2 separate regions of the Acanthopagrus latus genome follow, and region 2 is linked to region 1. A link is a contact called in public Hi-C data. All regions are on one chromosome and are shown on one strand. The core of a region is the stretch at or near the end of the contact, and the rest is flanking DNA. Distances in the headings are between cores, read along the strand shown. Region 1 holds the start of wwox (WW domain-containing oxidoreductase). Region 2 holds the start of LOC119023740 (transcription factor Maf-like).

Evidence for each region. Hi-C and Micro-C count contacts between places; a contact is called where the count stands out from the background.
Region 2: a Hi-C map of liver shows a contact between it and region 1, with 2.5 times the contacts expected there. The contact joins the promoter of LOC119023740 here to the promoter of wwox in region 1. A contact is called at or near these places in 3 of 4 Hi-C or Micro-C datasets (liver and muscle).

The regions. Positions count from the first base shown.
Region 1 is chr8:6,627,325-6,631,169 of fAcaLat1.1, reverse strand. It overlaps wwox (WW domain-containing oxidoreductase), which reads right to left and starts at 1,607. Exons shown (of 9, transcript XM_037105782.1): 1 at 1,355-1,607. The coding sequence starts at 1,461.
Region 2 is chr8:6,811,634-6,815,478 of fAcaLat1.1, reverse strand. LOC119023740 (transcription factor Maf-like) reads left to right here and starts at 1,836. Exons shown (of 1, transcript XM_037105849.1): 1 at 1,836-3,845. The coding sequence starts at 3,092.

The DNA.
Region 1 (3,845 bases), core at 358-2,857:
GATGTCCGCCATGATGTTGCACATGAAAAGACACAACGACAGAATGTATAGCATTAATGAAAGGCAATCCCATGAATGGTGCCACAGAAAAGGCACACACAATCATAACCACAGCTGGTGAGAGAAATAAAAGGAGACATGACACTCCTTAAAGGAATTAACCCTTTAAGCCCCAAGCCAATTTTCTAGGCCTCTGCTCGAAAAATACATATCCATAATAAAATGAGTATATCTCAGCAACCACAAGGTTTATTTGAAGACTTTTGGTGTCATGGGAAAGGGAACACTTTGAGGATTTGTTGAGATGTGTAATCAGTATATGTGTTACTGGTGAATAGTAAATGAAGATGGCACACAGCAAAAACTCAATAATTTTTAGTCTCGCCTAAAAGAAAGCACTTTCAGGGTGTGTATCCCTTAGAAATATTGCTGCCAACGCTCTACACCTCTTTCAAATCATAGTACAATATGTGAACATTGTCTCTGCAAAGGTTGATTTTGATCAAGTACAGTAGAACAAAATTAGAACATGTTTTTACATGTTGTAGCCCAACTTCTGCTGTTTAATTTGATATAAAATATGACTATATTCTTTCAATAATTAGTGTAGTAGTGGCTCTGTGGTTGTTCTGCATGTCTTAAAGTCCCCCTTGATGTTTTGTAATGCTTTATTATTTGTGTTATGTATACTTTATTTGTATGCTTCATGTTGTTGTTTGACTGCTGTTTTCTATTTCTATAAAGTGTCCTTGGGTGACCTGAAAGGCGCTTATAAATAAAATGTATTATTTCTATTAGGTAGTATCTATCACAAGAAATAAATCACAATATAGCACTGTTGACATCACATGCAAACTAGCTTCACAGACACAGACCCCCTCACAAACTATCAGTCATGGCAGTAGTGTTATTTACTCAGTGCAGCTACTCTACACACTAGGCTCCATCATATAAATGACAGACACTGACGTGCAGAATGAAATGAAATGTTGATCAGATATCTTGGCACTGTTGTGTCTTCTTCCTGTGGCCCCCACACACACAAGCCACCTACTGCACTGTCCCATCACCACAACCTCCTCTGAGCTGCAGTACTGATAACAACTATTACTTCAACAGGAGTCTCGCTGCCAGTCATAACAAAACGTTTCACATTAAACAGTCCATATTTTTTTGTTTAGCACCAAAACCAACCTTGACGTGAGCTCTGTGCATCTTCTAACTCACGCTAGCTTAAATAAACCGGTGCAGCTAGCAAGCCGTGTTAGCCGATATTATCCGTTGGTTGTGAGTGGAGGGTTCGGCTAAACTCCTGAATGCTGACAGTTAGCGTTACTACATCTGTCCCACTTACTTTGCATAGTAGACCCAACCATCTTTCGTGGATCTCTCTTCCCACCCGGGAGGTAACTCGTCCTCGCTGTCTGTGTCGTCCATACCTGCGTATTTCAGAGCCGCCATAACTCAGTTTTTAATCACGTAAACGACGGCGCAACAACCACTTAACCGTTGCTGGATATCTGCTCCGGAGGATGAATGCAAGCTGTCAAAAATCACACACACAGCGTTTCCCGGCACTTCCGCAACAACACTGTGACGTATGCCGAATGGCCTTCTGGGAAGGCGAGGCTGGAGGGGGCGTGTCCGTCGGGCTGGCGCAGCAAGGTCAACCTCAACCAAAGAGGTCAAATATAATAAAGCCCGTCTTCAGAAAGTTACCACATGCCTTATGAACTACTTTTATGCCTGTAATGATCAATAATAGGCCGGTTAGTATGATCACTGACAAGCTTAAAGTTAAATACAAGCACCATAAACTAAAAGGACTACGAGGTATTACATACAAAGACCCATGACAGAGATTTGCTGTATTTATTTGTTCATAATTAGGTATTTTGTGTTAATGTACAGCATAGTTCAATTGGAAGTTACAAGTCACAAGCTGTCACTGTGACGGCGGCCTGTGTGACCTGACACTGTCCTGTACAGCTGCTTCTCATTAGCAAACCAGCTCTTCTGTATGCAAAAGCAGCAGTGTTCCCTTGTTCCTGCTCCTTTACCTGCCCGTAAACCTGTTAGGCTACCTGTCGCAGGTGTCCTGCCTGTCTGCTGACGGCTGCGCAGCTATTATGGAACAGGGAATCAGTAAAAAAAGAGTCATTAATTCAATATGATAATAGCAGATCCATCCAGGAAACTGACTAACCAGCATGCTGCTGACTGCCAATGTGTACAGTAGAAAGAAGGAGAACATGAGTCACTTCCCCATCAGCCACTCGTCTTCTCTATGTACTGAAACTGTCATAACCTGGATTCGAACATCATTTAAATAGGTCGCTCTGACAGAGGACATTTTGACACGACATGAGGAAAAAATGATGGCTGAATTTCTTTGAGCCGCCTCAGTTCCAGGGTTTCCTGGCATTGTGCACACTGGCTTACTTTCATGGGACACTTGAGAGGAAACCATTACTAATGTTATCAGAAACACCTGTGCTTTTTTTTCTACTGTTGGAAAAGGGTGTGTTAATTTATTCTTTCATATGTTCCTACTATACTTACCTTTCTAGTGTCCTTAGATTGTGTGTGAGTCACTTCTATTTATTTACTGAATTTGTCTCTTTATTAGTTGTCATTCTGTTAACCTGCTGATGTTATCTTGCTAAACAAGGAAATTAGTCATGACAGCAGGCGCATGGTATAAAAATGTTATGCTTTTTTAAAGTTTAATGTGGTTGTAAAGCAGAAAGTTGCAGCAGGGAGGGCCACATAAGCATATACAAAGGAGCTTTATCCAGTTTCTGCTTTATAGCTTGCTGCTTGCCCCCTCACAAACTATCAATAGTAGCAGCATTGTTATGTACTCACACAGTAGCTGCTCTGCACACTAGGCTACTTTTCTTGAATTCCACTCTTGTGCCACTCCTGTTTGCTATTGACGTGTTTCAACTGCTGCTTTAAGTGAGCAGGTTGTGTTATTACTGCCAGGGACGCGGAGAGCGGTTTTACTTTGGCTATTTAATGGCTTCTGGGAAAAACTTGCTGTCATGCATACTGACTTTGAAGAATCTGCCTACGCTTGATCAACCGTGCAGCTGGTTTAATATGATCGACCGCCAGGATGCGAACTTTAATTTTACTCATTGCACAACAGACTCTTCCTTCAGCTCCAGTTTGGCACATAGCATCCCTCATTTATTCTCTATTTCCTCAAAAATGTGAAGCAGTCAAGCTGCAGATGTACTAAAGCATTACAGTCTGCTGTGATCTAGTCGACCCTGTCATGATGGCATCGTTTCAAAGAATTCAGGATGTTTCAGGCAGTGCAAATGGTGCAGGGCTGAACTGTGGTTACCTGGCAAACAGCTCCCTCAAGCAGGCGAAACAGCGCTGAACCTTGACGTAGAATAAACGCTGTCACACTTCAGGCTACGGGCTTCTGGAGCTGAGGTAGACAAACACTGTAGTGACAATCTGGGACACGCAAGAGAGGAGGGCACGATGTCTCAGACCGTTATTCTGTTGCTTCTCCGCATGACAGACGCTCACCCAGTCATTGAGCATAAGATGTGACAATCAGCTGTTGTGTTTGTATGTTTGTGTTGGGTTTTCATCAGGGAGCTTCTTCACAGCACCACTGGATCAAAACACACATGGAGGATGTTGCTGACGAAATCATCTTGACTCATGATCCACGTCTGAGCTTCCTCCTGTTCCTGCGACTACACCACAGTCTTCATTAATGAACTCTCTCTCTCTCAGTGAGAGTTCTGTCTAAATGCTAACAGAATGATGCATGTTACTTAAAGCAAGCCGGTGTTGTGATCAAATGTTACATCTGGCAA
Region 2 (3,845 bases), core at 587-3,086, 180 kb before region 1:
GAGTATCAACACACAGCTGGATTGTACAACTGAGACCAAAGTGCTCGAGTCACCAGGCCACAAAGAGACGTTTCATCCACAAACCACTGGACTGAACGACTCCGAGTCACAAAGTGCTTCAGATATTAGTTTCTACAGATTGATTTAACTGAACGCTGACTCTGTCTTACTTACAGGAAGTTCATCAGCCCACTTGGAACGTCATTTTTATACACATTTAATTTATTTTGAGGGGCCTTCTGATTAAAGCTGATCTGGTTGGAGTGTGTTACTTATTTTTAATATATATATATATAGATAAAGCAGAATCATATAACACCAGCGCACAAACGCTCTTAACTTCCTGCACTAACGCTGTATAAGTGGTCCTCCTCCTGCTGCCGTATATAAGCTTATTTTATGATATATGCCTGAGTGCAACCCCTGGATAGTGTAAGGAAAAAAAAAAAAAAAACCCATCCCCGATGAAATAAAGAAAGTAGTAAACTTCATGGCAGTGAGCCTCCTACATGAGAGTCCAGAGGGAGACAGAATGAGGTGCATACAGGACTATTAGCCCTCAGTAACACAGCTGATGCATTGGCTCCGGACTCTGCTTGTTAACCCTTGAGACTCCCGGCCTGATAAATCCTGGTTTTAAGAGATCTGGCGAACCTGAAGCTCACACAGCAGCGAGTGTCCACCGCTGCATCAAATATGGGCACTTAAACTGCTCTCTGTGTGGGACTGATACTTATGATATTTATGATATTTTTGGGTGTGCGAGGTTATAAAACACGACCTTTTTGCATTAAAACAATCTATCTTTACTTTTGTTCACCTCCCTTTGTTGGGACATGATTTTTCTGTCGCTGAACATGAAGTCATACAAAACAACTGCACCTTTAATATGAAAAAAAACACACTCAGAAGTTGTTCTCCTGCGCTCTGGATTTACACTACAGCAGCGACGACATGTAGCAGCATCAGATGGGACACCTCGTCTGATTAATATTTATTCAGGAGCATCAGAGGGGGCCTCTGTTGTGTCTTCTAATGAATAAAACACGATGTTTATCCTTCCTGTTTAACGTTAAGTCCCCACGAACAGTCACAGGGACCAGGAGAATATTTACTTGCGTCGGGGGACACCGGGGAGTTGGATTATCTGCTGGCGGCTTTGTAGTTTTCTGAAGCTTCCCCGTGTGACATGTTCCGGGGAGAGTGCTCTTATTTACTCTCCGGTCCCTCTGTGCATAGCCCTCCTCTTATTGTTTGCTCTCATGTGCCACCACTCCTGAGGAATGTGCTCGGGGACGAGAGAGGGAGGGAGAGAGACACCGGGAGAGACAGACAGACGGAGGGAGAGAGAGAGAGCGAGAGAGAGAGAGAGAGAGGAACACTGATGCTCTGATCATTACATTAGAGTCCACCAGCACACACAGATGGAGGAGTTGTCTCTGTGGTTTTAGATAGAAAAAAAAAAAAAAAAAAAGATTTGATGTTGTTTGTCCTGCAAGGAATTGACTTAATGTGAATGAGGGGAAAATAATTTCTTCTTATAATTAAAAGAAAAAACATTGTATATTTCCTTTAATTGGTGCTTTTTTTTTTCAAGCTTTTTAATTATTTCGAATCAACATTTTGTTTGTTTAGGAAACCAGAAATCTGCTTTTTGTCCTGTGAAATAATCTCCCTGTCCAGCAGTAAGAAGAAACAGAGACCACACATGAGAATAAAGATTTAAAAAATGAAATATTCTTCCATTCAAGGCAGAAAAAAACAAAAAAACAAAAACATTTGCACCCAGCAGCAGCAGGAGAAGACGCAGCAGTGCCGGACACTCACAGGACCTCTGAAGGAACATGAAGTATTATTTTCTACCGAAAGGTGGCGACGTTGGGTTTCCAAACACTGTCAGTCACGCAGACCTCATGCCAGGCTGCTCTCACACACTTCACCGTCCTCACACGACGCTGCGCTTCATCCTGCACACGTGTATTTCTGATATGTCTGATATTTCATCTGCGATACGGGATTATTTATTGACTATTTATCCGCAGCTCGGTGGAAAATCATTAAAAATGTAATTTGATGCATCTCATTGCCGAGACAGAGCCGGTTTGGGGCTCATTAATTGGGGGGGGTGATAATAATGCATAATTAATGAAATACACCTGTGAAAGATATTTATCTGTCGACGCGACGAGTGTCAGACGGGTGGAGAGGAAAAGTCTGACGGTGCCGAAACAAACAATGAGTCTAAAAATGTATTTAAATGATTATTTAAAAAACCCGAATTATGTGTTAAATTCTGACGACTCGCCAATCCAAAAGAGAGAGACATGCATATTTACCATCAGATATCTTCTGTTAATCCTCCGAATCTGTTTTCTGTCTTTTATTTGCTTTTCCTTCTCTTCCGCGCAAAAAAAAAAAAAAAAGTGACAAAAGACGGAATATTAAGTCTGGTGTCAATCTGCTGATGGGCTCGGACACTTCACAAAACTTTGGGTTTCTATACTATTATGCTAATTAGCTCCCCAGGCTGAGCTCCTCATTGGCTGAGTCTCGGTCAATTTCATATTTCAGTGTGACGTCAGGCCGCCTATAAAACTAAGCAATGCTTTTTAACTCGTCGGCTGACTGATCCCCCGGAAAAAAAAAGGGAAAAAAAATCTATCAATCCTTGGGTGGAGTTTTCCCCCCCTTTTTTTTTCATTCTCCACAAAGCAACTATTTGCCCGGGACACGTACGTGAACCTCCTCAATTTGGCGCACTAATCCTAAAAGGAGCCATGAAGTGTTAAATGGTAGAAACAGAGAGAGCGGCGCTCAGACACCCGCACGCTGGGAGAGAGGGAGGAAACAGCGCTACTCTGTGCAACGCAGACTGAAGGAGAGAGAGAGAGAGAGAAAGAAAAAAAAAAGAAAAAAACTTATCGACGCACGAAACCAAACCTGCGCTGCGCAATTAGTGCGAGAAAATCCACTTTTTTCTTCGGTTTTGAAGAAAATAAATAAAGAAATCAAGCTGGCTCAGTGCGTGTCTCAGCAGCCCACTTTGACAGGTGCTCCTCACCCCCTTTGGAGGACTGTCAACAGCAAGAGGATGGCATCAGAGCTGGCAATGAGCAACTCCGACCTGCCCACCAGTCCCCTGGCCATGGAATATGTTAATGACTTCGATCTGATGAAGTTTGAAGTGAAAAAGGAGCCGGTGGAGCCCGATCGCAGCATCAGCCAGTGCAGCCGCCTGGTCGCCGGGGGATCCCTATCTTCCACCCCGATGAGCACGCCTTGCAGCTCGGTTCCCCCCTCTCCAAGCTTCTCGGCGCCCAGTCCGGGATCAGGGAGCGAGCAGAAGGCTCACTTGGAGGATTTCTACTGGATGACCGGATACCAACAGCAGCTGAACCCCGAGGCTCTGGGCTTTAGCCCGGAGGACGCCGTAGAGGCGCTGATCAGCAGCAGTCACCAGCTCCAGACCTTCGATGGCTATTCCAGAGGGCAGCAGTACGGCGGCGCAGCCGGGGCAGCGGGCGCCATGGCCGGAGAGGAGATGGGATCAGCGGCCGCCGTGGTGTCCGCGGTCATCGCTGCAGCCGCCGCTCAGAACGGGACTCCACACCACCACCACCACCATCACCACCACCACCACAACGGGGCACACCACCCCTCCTCCGGGTCTCAGTCCGGCGGCGGCGCGGGGGGGAACCACCAGCACTTGCGCTTGGAAGATCGGTTCTCGGACGAGCAGCTGGTGACCATGTCGGTGCGGGAATTGAACCGGCAGCTGCGGGGGGTCAGCAAGGAAGAGGTGATCCGCCTGAAACAGAAGAGGAGGACGCTAAAGAACAGAGGCT